Linked DNA regions of Mus musculus: regions 2, 3, 4 and 5 are each linked to region 1. The links are chromatin contacts, called in public HiChIP or PLAC-seq and promoter capture Hi-C maps. All regions are on one chromosome and are shown on one strand. The core of a region is the stretch at or near the end of the contact, and the rest is flanking DNA. Distances in the headings are between cores, read along the strand shown. Region 1 holds the start of 2210016L21Rik (RIKEN cDNA 2210016L21 gene). Region 2 holds the start of Usp30 (ubiquitin specific peptidase 30). Region 3 holds the start of Rab35 (RAB35, member RAS oncogene family). Region 4 holds the start of Rplp0 (ribosomal protein, large, P0). Region 5 holds the start of Sirt4 (sirtuin 4).

The links. Promoter capture Hi-C pulls out the DNA fragments that hold promoters and counts their contacts. HiChIP or PLAC-seq counts read pairs in DNA pulled down with a chosen protein or histone mark.
Region 2: a promoter capture Hi-C map of hematopoietic stem and progenitor cells shows a contact between it and region 1. The contact joins the promoter of Usp30 here to the promoter of 2210016L21Rik in region 1. A contact is called at or near these places in 3 of 39 promoter capture datasets (the HPC-7 cell line, hematopoietic stem and progenitor cells and hippocampal neurons).
Region 3: a promoter capture Hi-C map of pre-B cells shows a contact between it and region 1, with 3 times the contacts expected there. The contact joins the promoter of Rab35 here to the promoter of 2210016L21Rik in region 1. A contact is called at or near these places in 3 of 39 promoter capture datasets (cranial neural crest, liver and pre-B cells).
Region 4: an H3K27ac HiChIP or PLAC-seq map of embryonic stem cells shows a contact between it and region 1, with 2.5 times the contacts expected there. The contact joins the promoter of Rplp0 here to the promoter of 2210016L21Rik in region 1. A contact is called at or near these places in 3 of 39 promoter capture datasets (cranial neural crest, liver and pre-B cells), 3 of 115 datasets of contacts at active chromatin or transcription factors (embryonic stem cells, memory CD8 T cells and thymic regulatory T cells) and 2 of 9 other capture datasets (liver and pancreatic islet).
Region 5: an H3K4me3 HiChIP or PLAC-seq map of bone marrow-derived macrophages shows a contact between it and region 1, with 3 times the contacts expected there. The contact joins the promoter of Sirt4 here to the promoter of 2210016L21Rik in region 1. A contact is called at or near these places in 8 of 39 promoter capture datasets (the 3T3-L1 cell line, cranial neural crest, embryonic stem cells and 5 more), 3 of 115 datasets of contacts at active chromatin or transcription factors (bone marrow-derived macrophages, embryonic stem cells and memory CD8 T cells) and 1 of 9 other capture datasets (liver).

What each region holds. Positions count from the first base shown.
Region 1 is chr5:114,940,801-114,943,518 of GRCm38.p6, forward strand. It overlaps 2210016L21Rik (RIKEN cDNA 2210016L21 gene), which reads left to right and starts at 1,402. Exons shown (of 6, transcript NM_028211.1): 1 at 1,402-1,555. The coding sequence starts at 1,408.
Region 2 is chr5:114,099,019-114,101,736 of GRCm38.p6, forward strand. Usp30 (ubiquitin specific peptidase 30) reads left to right here and starts at 1,315. Exons shown (of 13, transcript NM_001033202.3): 1 at 1,315-1,497. The coding sequence starts at 1,415.
Region 3 is chr5:115,630,586-115,633,303 of GRCm38.p6, forward strand. Rab35 (RAB35, member RAS oncogene family) reads left to right here and starts at 1,402. Exons shown (of 6, transcript NM_198163.1): 1 at 1,402-1,613. The coding sequence starts at 1,562. 1110006O24Rik (RIKEN cDNA 1110006O24 gene) reads right to left here and starts at 1,231. Exons shown (of 1, transcript NR_027810.1): 1 at 464-1,231.
Region 4 is chr5:115,558,143-115,560,860 of GRCm38.p6, forward strand. It overlaps Rplp0 (ribosomal protein, large, P0), which reads left to right and starts at 1,325. Exons shown (of 7, transcript NM_007475.5): 1 at 1,325-1,397; 2 at 1,645-1,746; 3 at 2,599-2,718. The coding sequence starts at 1,693.
Region 5 is chr5:115,483,141-115,485,858 of GRCm38.p6, forward strand. Sirt4 (sirtuin 4) reads right to left here and starts at 1,344. Exons shown (of 5, transcript NM_133760.1): 1 at 1,192-1,344. Gm42007 (a long non-coding RNA gene) reads left to right here and starts at 1,310. Exons shown (of 2, transcript XR_878704.2): 1 at 1,310-1,423.

The DNA of each region.
Region 1 (2,718 bases), core at 152-2,651:
TGAGAAAAGACAAAAACGATTTTGCATGTTAACGAGATAGGGGTATTTGCTTACTTTTACATAAATCTTGTCTAAATATTTGATACCATGGGACACAGAACTTCGTCAGTGTTTTCAGAGTGTCAATGTGCTGGTTCTGAAGTCAGCAATGCCAACAGTGCTCCCTCTCGCCAGTATTGTACACAACAACAGACACATGGGTGGGGCTGCTTCGGAAGTTGTTGGAAACGCTGTCTTAAACCCAGGTCAAAAGTCAATCACTTTTGTAATGAAACTCAAACAACTCAAACGGCAACTTTTAAGCTCGGGTGTTCTAATAGAAAACAATCAAAAGGTGTATTAATCTGATATGTATTAAGGAGTGACATTAAAAAAAAGTCTTCGTTTTCTGCAATTAAACAGTTGTGTTTCATAAGAGCAGAAAACTTTGTGTAGGGCTGGAGAGATGGTTCAGAGGTTAAGAGAACTGACTGCTTTTCCAGAGGTCCTGAGTTCAATTCCAGGAACCACATGGTGGCTCACAACCATCTGTATTGGGATCTGGCGCCCTCTTCTGGTGTGTCTGAAGACAGCTACAGTATTCATTCATATACATAAAATAAATCTTAAAAAAAATGTTGCCTGGTAGTGGTGGTGTACACCTTTAATCCCAGCACTTGGGTGGCAGAGGCAGTCGGATTTCTGAGTTCAAGGCCAGCCTGGTCTACAAAGTGAGTTCCAGGACAGCCAGGGATATACAGAGAAACTCTGTCTCGGGAAAAAAACAAAAACAAAAAACAAAAAAAAAAAAACAAAACACACACACACACACACAAAAGCTCTCAAGTGCTAGTCTACAGGTGTTTTACGGACTATGCACTAACTGCTAAATCCTCCGCTGTTCCAAGAGTCATTCCGATCTGATTTGTTTGTTCTGTTTGTTTGTCAGACCCTCAAAAGCCTACAGTTTAACAATCTTCCTAAGATCAAAACCTGAAGTAAAAAAGGTGGCTAGTTGCCTTCCCGATTTCATTAAATCGCACATGAATTCATTTTTCCTTAAAAAATTAAAAATAAAAACAAAACTAATCCTGCTTCTGTCATCTTCTTGTTTGACTTTAGGGTATTATCGTTCCCTGTGCAAACAAGAGAAAAAAAGAGAAAAGGTGGGGAGGGGATCACAAGGAGAGACGGGGAGGAGAGGAAAGGGGAGGGGATGAGAGGAGAAAAAAGAAAAGGAAAAAGAAAAACAACAACAACAAAAAGATTGGAGAAGGTGGTGGTCTCCTGGATCCTTCCGGAGCTCATTTTTCTGTACCGTTCGCCGCCAATGGTGGTCTGGGAACTACAATTCCCATGATGCTCTGACAGGTGGGTCATGTGAGAGGGAAGCTTTTTACCCCCCACAACCCCTTGCGGCATCCCAGGATGGTGGCGCCCAGCGGTGCAATGAGCGATTCGGAGAACAGCAGCAGTAGCAGCAGCGATGCGGAGGAATTGGCACGCTGTCGCGAGGCGGCTACGCCCGCCTGGGGGCTGGAGCAGCGCCCGGGGGCAGCGGAGAGACCCGAAGCCGGTAGGGGACTTTCTGGGGCTCAGGCTCCTCCCCGGGGGCCTGAAACGGATGCGTGGTGGGGTGCGAGCCATGGCGTCCTGACGTTTTAGAGGAGCTTTCTTGGGGGAGCTTCTGAGATCTTTTGGGGATCACACTGACACCGAGGGCAGAGGGTGATTGCTTTATTCCCGTGGAGGCCGCAGAGGCACCTAAATGCCTCCTGACTGCTTTCCTCAATGCGTCCTGTGTCCTCCCTCTGGAAAGGTAACCAACCCATCACCTGTCTGAGATGACCGTGATGCCCCTCCTTCTTGTAGTCTCAGAATCCCGACTTTCTCGGCCCTCACTTGATGTCTCATTCAGACTGAGCTCACCCGGGAGTATACCTAAACGAGAGATTGCCTAGCAGACGGAATGTATCCGGCATCTGCCAGTATAATGACTCTTAATCATGGTTAGAGAATCCAACAGGCCTTATAATTTAGAGAGTAGGCAGAAATATATATATATATTGCATCTGTACTTGAACTCCTCGTGGGAATTTAATACCTTCTCCTCTCCTGCATGTGAGCTACAAGCCACAGTCACGTGATAATACCTGTTTGTCCCAGTAGACGACACCATATTGTTACATCTCGTTACAGCCTTTTACAGATACATCCAAACATTTTCTTCACAGTACACTGTTGGAAAAGAATCATTTACACTCTTACCCACCATAAAGCCCCTGAGATGTCTAGTTCCATTTCCAGATCAGTGAGTTGCCTCAGCAATTGCTACACAAACCTGCCAACCTCACTGGATTCCCAGAACCCATGGTAAAAGAGAGGATTAACTCCCAAAAGTTGTCATGTGACTTAGACATACAACAGTAAACATTTTCAAGTCTCAGAAGGGGACCGATGTAAAAACAAAGTATATAACTTATAGTTTTATTTTATTTTATTTTAGACATAGAGTCTCCCATGTAGCTCTGACTGCCCTAGAACTCGCTACATAAACCAGACTGGTCTTAAACTCATAGAGATCTGCCTGCCTTTGCCTTCTGAGTGCTGGGATTAAAGGTGTGTGTTGCCAAGCCTGGTTTAAAAAGTGGCCTTTAGATTATTCTATTACATTTTATGTTGTGTGTCTGTAGACTCACACAGGTGTCATGGGAGCTTAGAAGTCATGTGGGTCCTGGG
Region 2 (2,718 bases), core at 65-2,564, 840 kb before region 1:
GGAGAGAGAAACTAGTACTTACAATGGAATATTACTTTCCTGTAAAAAAAGACTTTATGCCAAGTGAGCTAAGACAGTCACCAAAGAACTCTGAGCGACTCCTGTCCTGAGACAGCCAACCTCAACCTCACAGGAATAGAAATAGAATGGAAATTACTAGAACAGAAGACAGGAAGGGGGAGTTACTCAACACACACAGTTCGGCTTTGAGAAGAGAAATGGTATAAAGATCTGCAGCACATACAGCAGCATGCCCACACAAGAGAGGAATCTAAAAATTCTAACACCTTTTTTATTGTATGTATGACAGAGGGAGATTTGCAGCTGATAAATATCTAGTTTGTTTCCATGTTTTGCTGTTTTAAAGAGTGAATTCACAAACATTTGTGTGGGACTGTTTAGGACTTTGTATAAACCTAATAGAAACAGATTTCTAAGACACTGCATTTTAATTTATTGCATTTGTGTGTCTGTGCACTTGTGTATGCATGTGTATATATGTGTGCACATGTGCATGCAAGTGTATGTGCATGTGTTTGCATGTATTTGTATGTATCTGTATGTTTATAGGTGTGTGTGTGTGCACGCGTGTATATGTGTGCTGTGTGCATGTGAATGCATGCATGTATGTGTATACGTGTATGGGTATATATACTGTGCATATGTGTGCGTATGTGTAGTGTGCATGTGTATATATATACGTGTGTGTGTGCGTGTGCATGTGTGCACATATGCATGTGTGTGTATTGTGAAGTGTGCATCTATGTATAAATGTGCATGCGTGTGTGCAGGTGTATGTGTGTGCATATACGAGTGTAAGTGCAGGCATATGCATGTGTATGTGTGCATGTGTTTGTGCGCGCGCGCGTGTGTGTGTGTTGCGCACCACAGCACACATAGGAAGGTCCTGATAACTTTGGTTCTCTTCTACTGTATGGTTCTGGGCACTGAACTCAGGGTGTGAGATTTGGGGGCAGCTGTTTTTACCTACAGAGCCATCTTGCTAACCCCACATTTTAAAAAATCAAAGCTAGAGCCATCTATTTTTAAATTTTCCAGTTTAATAACAGCCTTTCCACATGAACCAAGCTCCGTCCTGGAGGCGGAGCAAATGCGAAGGCTCATAGCTTCCGAAGTGGTCCCCGGGCCCCGGGAAACCTCCCTTAGCAACGAATCAGGCTGCGGTTGCTAGGAGCAAAGGAACCGGGGAGGGGTCGTCCGTTCACTATTTCAGTCCGGTGTGACTAACTTCCGGTCCGTCCTCCTGGCTTCTTCCCCCCTCCGCCGAAGCGGGGTCGCCACCGCGGGTTCCTCCACTTTGCGAGCCTCCTGTCTTGGGCTCCTCATTCCGCTGCGGCGGGCGGGCGAGCGGGGGGCGGCGGCGGCAGCGGTAGCGGCGGCGGCAGCGAGCGCGATGCTAAGTTCCCGGGCGCAGGCGGCGAGGACGGCGGCCGACAAGGCCCTGCAGCGCTTCCTGCGCACCGGGGCGGCCGTCAGGTGAGTGGGTGGGGGTGCGGGGTGGCGGTGGCGGCCGCAGGGCCTCCAGGCCTGCGCGGACCCGGCCGAGGCGGAGGCCGCGGCCCGGCGTCGCCTCCTCGTCCCTGCTGTGGCCGCGGCCTGCGACGCCCCGCAGCCCCTCGCGGTGACCCCAGACTCGGGCTCCGGGCACACAATCTGCACGCCGCTGCTCCCCCGCAGTTTGTCAGATGCCGGTCTCCCACCTCTGCCATGCTGGAGATTCTCACTTCTGCATCCCAAACCGCTCCGGTTCCCAAGCTTCCGAAGGCTCCCAGCCGCTGAGCTCCCCAGGCTGTGACAATTCCAGGCTCTTCGTTCCTGCTAGGACCCCCGTCTGCACCCCAGCCCGGTTGATCTTCCCAAGGCCTGGGGCCACACCCCCGTTGCTCACCCTGACTGCTGGGACCTGTTGCTTGGGTTGGCTACCTTGGATACCGGGGCAGGTCTAACAGCATCTTATCCGGCTCTGAAGCCCCCCACCCCGTGTTTATTCCGCCCAGCGGCCCTATTTTACCAGGTGGGAAGGAAGGCTTGATTGGGCCTTGCGGCCTAACAGCTGACCTGAGAGCAGGGCTGGTGGCCAGCTTAATCTCACCCTCAGGCTCACGTACCGTCTTCATGGTACGGTTCTGCAGAAGAACTAGTCAATCAACACCATGCCTCGGTTTCCCTCGTTGAGTGTGTGCCGAGCAGGTGTGCTGTAACTGGCCCCCTCCTTCTCCCGCTGACTGCTTTTTAAGCCAAGGTCTGTGCACATTCTATGGACTCACCCTGGAAGAACAAAAAGATTTGAAACTGGTAATTAGCTGTGACATCGGAGAATGCTGGCCGTTGTCTGACGATTGCTGTTGTCACTAGTGATCCTTTTCAGGGAGTGTTTATTCAGCTGAGACCAATATTCATGCAGGCAGAATTAGGGGGACAGATCTTAGTGGTAGAGCATTTGTCTGTCCTGCATAAGGCCCTAGCTAGGGTCAGTCCCTGGTACCAGGGGAGGTGATCAACTTCATATAGTCCAAGCATTAGGTAAGAACGTATTACACACATGTCCACATGCAACATATATGTGGGTACATGTTACACACACGTTGCACGTATGTGTGGGTTGCCTTACTTGGAGATACAGAACTTTGTATAAAATTGTGTTTTGAATTACTGCTGCAGTTTTCTTAATTGTGGGAAAAAAGAATAGTGTCCACC
Region 3 (2,718 bases), core at 152-2,651, 690 kb after region 1:
AAAAAATGCCAATCAAAGGAATAGCAGGAACCTGGCCAGTCCCAGGAGTTTTCAATCAAGAACACAACACAGCCAGCGTCTCTCCTCAGCCAGTATCTTATGATTCTAGGCTCGTGTTCATCTGACATCACCAGGCTTGCTTCAGGGAAATAAAGAGTTCAAGCAAGGCCTAGATCAGACACTGTGTGTGCTGTTCAAGGACCTGCAGTACCTTGAATAACAAGAAAATTATGAACTGCATAAATCTACCAGCAGCGGAATTGTTAAGGAATAGTACAACCATCAGATGGGGGTACCACGTGGTGACGAGGCAGTTAAATGATTGATGGCGGCATACCGGTGAACTGCGAGAGGCACATGGGTGCTTAGATACTCTGAAATGTATGGGAAAACATGTATCCATTAGACTAGTAAGTGTTTCATGCTGTCCAAGAAACTTTAAAGGAAAACTAATGTCAACTTTGAATTCAGTAAGCGTCTGTATTTTGTTGTTGTTTTGTTTTAAACACTAGCACTGCTTCTTACGGGGAAAGATTAGGAGTGGGCAGTATCCCCAACAGGTGCTTGGCTGGAAAGCACTGGAGGGCAAGAAGAAGCAGGGACAAAGAGGCTGGGGGTGGAGCTCAGCTCGAAAAGCGTCTGCCTAGCATCTGCGAAGCCATGGGTTCGAGTCTCAGCACCACATTAAAACAGGACTCAGGAGGTACAGGTGGGATCAGAAGTATATGGTTATCCTCGGCTACTCGAGAGAGTCAGGAAGCCACCCTGGGATACTTGAGAACTTGTCTGGAAAAAGTAAAAAACCACAGGGATGGGGCAATCCCTGCAGACCTGCAGGGAGGATGGCGATGGCAGCGACAGCTCTCGGGGACGGGCAGGTGGGCTTCCGCTCCAACTGGAAAAAAACGTGGGGCTGGCTCCGCGCTGCGTCCGGAAAACTGAGGCAGAAGGAGCAGAAGCGCTGGCGAGCAGGGTGCATACGCCCCACGGATCCCAATCCGGAACCGCTACCCGTTCCGCCAGGGGGTCGGGCGTCCGGGATCGTGGTGCTCGGGGGACGACTTCCTCCCCAGCGCTGACCTCCAGGCTTCAGCCCTGCGGCCGGTTGTCACCTCTCTTCCGTCGGGCCCTGCTAAACGGTTCGGTTCTCCCGGGGATCCGCAGCGACGGCGCTCGCTCGCTCGCTCGCTCGCTAGCTCACTCGGACCTCGGCCGGCGAGCGTAGCGCACTGCGCGTGCGCGGAGAGGGCGCGGCTGGCCGGGGCTGCGGCTGCGCAGAGGCGGTTCCAGCCCCCGCGCCTGCGCAGTGGCGGGGCGGGGCGGGAAGGAGGGAGGCGGCGGCACCGGCGGCGGCTGCTGAGGAGGAGGAGGAGGAGGCGGAGGTGGGGGAGCGGAGGGAGGTGTTTCTGTCAGTTCCGGCTGTTTGTTCGGGAAGTGGATCCGCCGCTGCCGGAGCAGCCGGGAGGGAGCTGCGGATCGCGAGGCCAGGACCGACCCCGCCCGCCCAGCTCGCCTGCCCGCCCGCGCGCGCGCGCCCGCCCGCCCGCCGCCCCCGCCCGCCATGGCCCGGGACTACGACCACCTCTTCAAGCTGCTCATCATCGGCGACAGCGGTGAGGGCCGCAGGGGCCGGAGGCGGTGTGGGCCCTGCCGGGCGCGGCCCGCGGGGGCCTCGGGGCGGGCGGGCGAGCGGGGCGGGCGGGCGAGCGAGCGAGGAGGCGCGGCCCGCGCGGGGCGGGAGGCGCGGAGCTCGGCGGGGTCGCAGGCCCCGGGGGGGCCGCAGCGAGGGGACTCCGGGGTGGCTCCTCGGCGGGGCGGGGGGCACCGAGGGCGCGGGATGCACGCACGGCCCCGGCGCTCGTTCCTGCCTCACGTGTGACCTTGGTCAAGTCGCGCGATCGCTGGAGTTGGAGAGAGCCGGGTTCGAGTCCCGGGGAGGCAAGCTTTTGCCGCTCTGTGACCTTGGGCGAGTTGTCTCGCCTCCCTTGAGCCTCAGTTCCTGCATCTGAGAAGTGGGGACTTGTTAAGCTGAGCGGTGGGATGATTCGGTGAGCTGAAAGTAGGGAAAAGCGCCTGACCCGGCATAAAGTAACCTCTAAGTAACTCACAGTGTTAGCAGCATGAGTCGCCCTGTGAAGACTCAGCGCTCCGTGAAATGGGGGTATTTCCAGGACCCGTCTCCGGGTTGCCGTGCGCTTGGATGAGGTGCGGCAGGTACAGCCATGAGCGCATTCCTTTAGAATTGTTACTAAGTCTCAGCAAGGTTCAGTTCTCATCTGTGGAATGGGAGTGGTAGATTTGCCTGCCAAGGCTGATGTGAGCACACACTTAATGAGGGGACTAGTGTTTGGCACACAGTAGGTGGACAGTGTTTGCTGTTCTCTTACCCGGGTGCTTCATTCAATATTTTAAGTGCTTTGTGTACACAAACACACACACACCACACACCTTTCAGTACCGCGCCATCTCTGATTCATAGATCAGCTTCTGGTACCCAGTGCTTAAATGCATTTGGTCAGTGAATGAGAGTCACACTGGTTTCTGGCCAAGGATGAAGCATTTTAGAGGTGTTTGGAGTATGGCAGGTGACCAGGTCCTGTGGGGTGATGGTGAGTTCAGGGAGGCAGGCCCAGGATGTTTAGGGGAGCTTAGCTGAGGTGCCAGGAATATGTGATGTTTTAGGAAGGAGGCTGGCGAGCAGCTAAGTTTATAGATCAG
Region 4 (2,718 bases), core at 75-2,574, 620 kb after region 1:
TATATATATTATATATATATATATATATATATATATATATATGTGAAGAAGCTAGTTTTATGTATCGATTTTCTCCCGTATCCCTGGAAGGGAAAGCAAACGGTCAATAAAGTGGAAGTGCTTTTTAAGACAACACAGCAAGCGGCAGAACAAAGTTATGGATCCGGGTCTCATCTGGCCGCATGCCCTGCGTTTTGCCTGCTCAACAAATACTTATCTGCCCACTGTCTGGCAGGCACAGAATAAAATCTCTGCCCTGTGGAGCTTACCTTCCTGCAGGGAGAGGCTGACAAGCAGAATGTGGTGAATTATACAGCGAGTTAGATGGTGTAAGTGCTGCAGGAGAAGGTGGGAGAGTAAGGGAGAGTAGGTTTGGTTTTGCCCCCGCCCTTAAAATTTGAAATCAAGAATCAGGGCAGGTCTCCTTGAGTAGATAGCATTTGCAGCAAGATGTGGGGGAGGTGAGTTTCTCTGACCGAAGCTGGCCAGCACCATTCAAAAAGCTGTGAAGCCGGTGGTGGTGGCGCACACCTTTAATCCCAGCACTTGGGAGGCAGAGGCAGGCGGATTTCTGAGTTCAAGGCCAGCCTGGTCTACAAAGTGAGTTCCAGGACATCCAGGGCTATACAGAGAAACCCTGTCTCGAAAAACCAAAACCAAAACCAAAAAAAAAAAAAGGCATACTCTTGAAGGGGATAAAAGGGCAAAGGGATCAGGCGAGAGGCAAACACATCAGTAGGAAAGCAAGAAAACAGATTGCGACAGTGGAAACAGTCGTGTGGGACCTTGAGAATAGTCTACGTTTTAGGCGTTTACTCAGAGAAAACGGCAATCTTTGATTAACTTTGTGCGGGTGAAGATGTAGGTTTTGAAAGGAAGAACAAAACGGGCAGTGGTGGCGCACGCCTTTAATCCCAGCACTTGGGAGGCAGAGGCAGGCAGATTTCTGAGTTTGAGGCCAGCCTGGTCTACAAAGTGAGTTCCAGGACAGCCAGGATATACAGAAAAACCTAAAAAAATAAAAAATAAATAAATTAAAAGAAAGAAAAAAGAATGGAAGAACAAGAGGAGACTAGAGCATCAGCTAGGGTTTCGCAGAAAGTTGTTTTGCTGTACTGACTCGGTGACGCTGCAGGGCGGCTCCGACCCAGCAGAGGGCAGCAGGTCTGAAAGCGCGCCTCCTGCGGCCGGGTGCTGTCTTTACTTTCCCGACTTGCTGGAGTGGCAGCGGTCTCAGCCAATAGACGCGCATGTTTATTGAGTGAGGCAGGACAGTCGATGGAACCAGCCAATAGGCATGGACGACGTCGTCTTCGGGTTTCGAGGACCGCCTGGTTCTCCTATAAAAGGCACACGCGGGCATGCGGCCCGTCTCTCGCCAGGCGTCCTCGTTGGAGGTTGGGGGGTTGTTTTGTTGTGGGAGGGCGGCAAGAGCGCGGGGACGTTGCGGGTGGGAGCGATGGGCTCGGGAAGGATCGCGGCCGGGCTCTGCCCGTCCGGTCTACCGCCTGGCTTGTCGGATCGCCCGCGCTGCTGGCGGCCGCAGCCCGGGGCCCAGCTCTGGCGTGGCCGGCTTGGCCTAGGCCTGGGATCGGGGCCGGTGTTGGGGTTACCGGGCTCAAGCTGCCCCCTCTCTCTCCCCAGTGACATCGTCTTTAAACCCCGCGTGGCAATCCCTGACGCACCGCCGTGATGCCCAGGGAAGACAGGGCGACCTGGAAGTCCAACTACTTCCTCAAGATCATCGTAAGTGTGGAGCGGGCCGGGGACGCGCGGCTTCCGCCTCCGGGTCTTCCCGGGGCGGTCGTTGGCCACGCGCTTTAACAGAGTTTGGGCATCCTGGGGAAGTTCTGTAGTCTTGGGATCTCCCCCCCCCCCCCCCGCGTTCCAGAACTAGCTCGCTCACCCAGTTTTTCATCTCGTCGAGCCCTTCGCGTTTGTGCAAAGGGCTGAGACTGGAGTGATTCATCTTGTTGCCCATCTGAGACCTGCCAGTCAGGCTGCTGTTGAGTGACTTAATTACAAAAGGCCTTTGAGGTGGCTTTGAACCAGAGCTACCAGACTTTGTAGGTACCAGTCTGTTTTAGTTAACTTTTCTTTTTTTTTTCCGAGACAGAGACAAAGATTTTTGGGTCTGGTAGTACCTTTTATATTTCACAACCTAAGATCCCCCGACCTCTCTATAATTTGTTTTCTGTGCTTTTTAAGTCTGTCTCTTCCCTGATCAGAGTCACTTTGGTCACCCAGGCACGCCTTATTTAAAAAGTAAAGCTTAAGATTTACTTGAGGCAAGTCTTCCCCCTATAGCTCTGGCTGGCCTCGGATTAGCAATTAAGCCTTACCTGTCTTTACAGGTGTGGCACCACACCCAGCTAAAAGTTAATTTTTGGCTGTGACAGTAATTTTGTGATACTCGTAACCAGCAAGGAAGCTGGATCAGATAAAGACAGACGTTGGGCTCGGGTGGCTGGCTCCTAGCGAGAAGTGTCACACCTAGGGTGAAGCAATGGGGAGGTAGAGGTAGCAGGGTTTCGGGTTTTGCTGGGTATTTTTTGTTTGTTTTCCTCTCAATGTAGTTTTTCCTGGCTTCCTTCATAGCAACTTTTGGATGATTATCCAAAATGCTTCATTGTGGGAGCAGACAACGTGGGCTCCAAGCAGATGCAGCAGATCCGCATGTCGCTCCGAGGGAAGGCCGTGGTGCTGATGGGCAAGAAC
Region 5 (2,718 bases), core at 94-2,593, 540 kb after region 1:
GAGCAGCTGGGTTTTACAAGTCAAGTTAACCCACCAATTGATAGACACCGGAACTCTATTCGACTATGAAAATTTTGCCACGGTGGCCCCGGCCTGGGATTGTAGCACTGGGGAAACAGAAGGGAGGACGGTTCGTCCGGAAGCCCTTCAATTCTCAGCACCTACAATGGTGACTTACAACTATCTTTAACTCCAGTTTCAGGCCCTCGTCTGCGCTCTGCAAGCGCCGAGGAATAAAAGGGATGCGCAAATACACGCGCAGGTAAAATACCCAAACACATAAAATAAAATTTAATTTTAAAAAATTAAATATTTTTTAAAACAAACTTTAAAAAAATTTTTTTTTACTTATTTTATGTATATGAATGGTCAACCTGCGCGTACACCTACTTCCCAGAAGAGGGAAGAACTCATCAGAGATGGTTGTGAGACACCTTGTGGTCGTTGAGAGTTGACCTCAGGACCTTTGGAAGAGCAGGGGGTGCTCTTAACCACTGAGCCATCTCTCCAGCCCTAAAAAACAGACTTTTAATAGCCCATTATTTTTCACCTGCTACTAATATAAACATGTTTTAGTAATATTTATATTTTTGTTAATATTATCTCTCATGGGACTATTTGTTCTATAACTCTACTTGGTTTAAATCAGATATTATTATTATTATTATTATCATTACTTGAGACAGAATTCCCTGTAGCCCAGGCCAAGGAATACAACTAAACCGAATTATATCATTTCTCCAAAAGATTTTTTAATTTTAGTATGTCAGTTTTGTTTTGTCTTTTTCTACACGGTTCTCGGTACCAAATCCAGGGCCTCTGGGATGGACGCTAAGTAATCACTCTGTCTGCTTACCCTGCATTGTAAATTCTGCTACTTGGACACATAAAAATCAAGGCATACAAACTTGCCTGTCTGGTTTTCTAGTTGTAAAGACAAGCCTTTGACACAGTCTTTGACATAATGCGGAGCTATCGAGTGATAGGCACACATATTTAGGCTTGGCTTCCTATCCAAGAAGAGCTCAGGACCCTGCTTTCTCCATGAGATTTCCCAGCTACGTGTGAACGGCTAAACAGTCGGGTTTTGCCGGGATAAATCCTCCTTGTCCCCTCGAGAACAAAAGAGACAGATGGAATCCCTAGTAAGAATGCTCAGCGGGAAACCTTCAGCCGGATCAGAACACTTACCTTCCACAATTCTCACCCAACAGTGGGACTCGCTTGTTACGTGTGCATCTTGGGAAATGTAGTCCGCGAAGCCGATCTAGTTGGAAGAAAACTACAAGTCCCAGAATCCTACGTGTCTCCCACGCCAAGATTCTTGGGCGCTCCTCTACGGATTGCCCGCTGTCTTTCCTGCTCAGCTCAGTTAAGGTTCCGGATATGCTGCTGACGCCTGGGGCAATGATTGCCTTTTGAGGTTCTTGTAGTGTTTGTTTGTTTGTGGCTTGTGTTGTTTGCTGAGAGAGGGTCTGACATATCCTTGTCTGACTCCAAATCCGTGATCCTCCTGGCTCCACCTCCCAAGTGCTCGGATTAGAGGCTTGTGCCACCAAAGAAGTGGTTAATATTTCCCATGTCCTGCGTGCGAAAGAGGATCCAAGCAGTCCTAATTTAGGAATTCGCTCTCTTAAAGAAACTCTTTCACTAGTAGCACAGGACAATAATCTGCCACTCAATAGGCTTAGGCGGAAGAATCACGAGTTCAAGGCCAGTCTGGGTGACTTAGTGAGACCTCGGACTCAAAATAATACTGTAAGAGCACTGGGGCTATAGCTCGGTGTCAGCGCGTTAGCCCAGCCCTGGGTAGCCCTGAATTCACACTAGCGGGCATTTCTCCATCCAAGACGCTTTTTAAAATAGACTGGTTTTTTTTTTTTTTTAATAATGTGTGTGTTTTACCTTCATGCATACAGGAGGAGCTCCTGACGGCCATAAAAGGGCGTCAGATCCCCTGGAACTTGAGTGACAACCTGTTGTGAACTGCCCTGTGGGTGCTCGGGATGGAATCTGAGTCCCCCTGCAAGAGTAGCAATGCTCTTGTTTGTTTGTTTTGGTGTTTTCGAGACAGGGTTTCTCTGTATAGCCCTGGCTTTCCTGGAACTCACTCTGTAGACCAGGCTGGTCTCAGAGATCCACCTGCCTCTGCCTCCCAAGTGCTGGGATTAAAGGCGTGCTCCACCACCACCTGGTGAGAAGCAATGCTCTTAACCAGTGAGCCACCTCTTCAGCTCTCCCAACCCCTCCCCAAAAGACCCTTTCTTTGTTTTTTGTTTTTGTTTTTCTGAGACAGGGTGTTAATGTATAGTCTGACACTTTTTTTTTTTTTTTTTTTTTTTGGTTTTCCGAGACAGGGTTTCTCTGTTTAGCCCTGGCTGTCCTGGAACTCACTCTGTAGTCCAGACTGGCCTCGAACTCAGAAATCCGCCTGCCTCTGCCTCCTGAGTGCTGGGATTAAAGGAGTGCGCCACCACGCCCAGAATTTTTTTTGACACTTTTAATAATAAATAATTGCCCCCTTTGTTTTGTGTTTGTTTTAAGATGGGTTCTCACTATGTAGCCTTGGCTGGCCTGGAACTCCTTATGTAGACCACGCTTGGCCTTGAATTCATGGAGATTCACCGGCCTCCGCCTCCCTAGAACTTTGATGAACTGAACGATGTGTGCCAACACGGTTCGCAGATTTGATTGGTTTTCCTCCTAAGTGCCCACGTC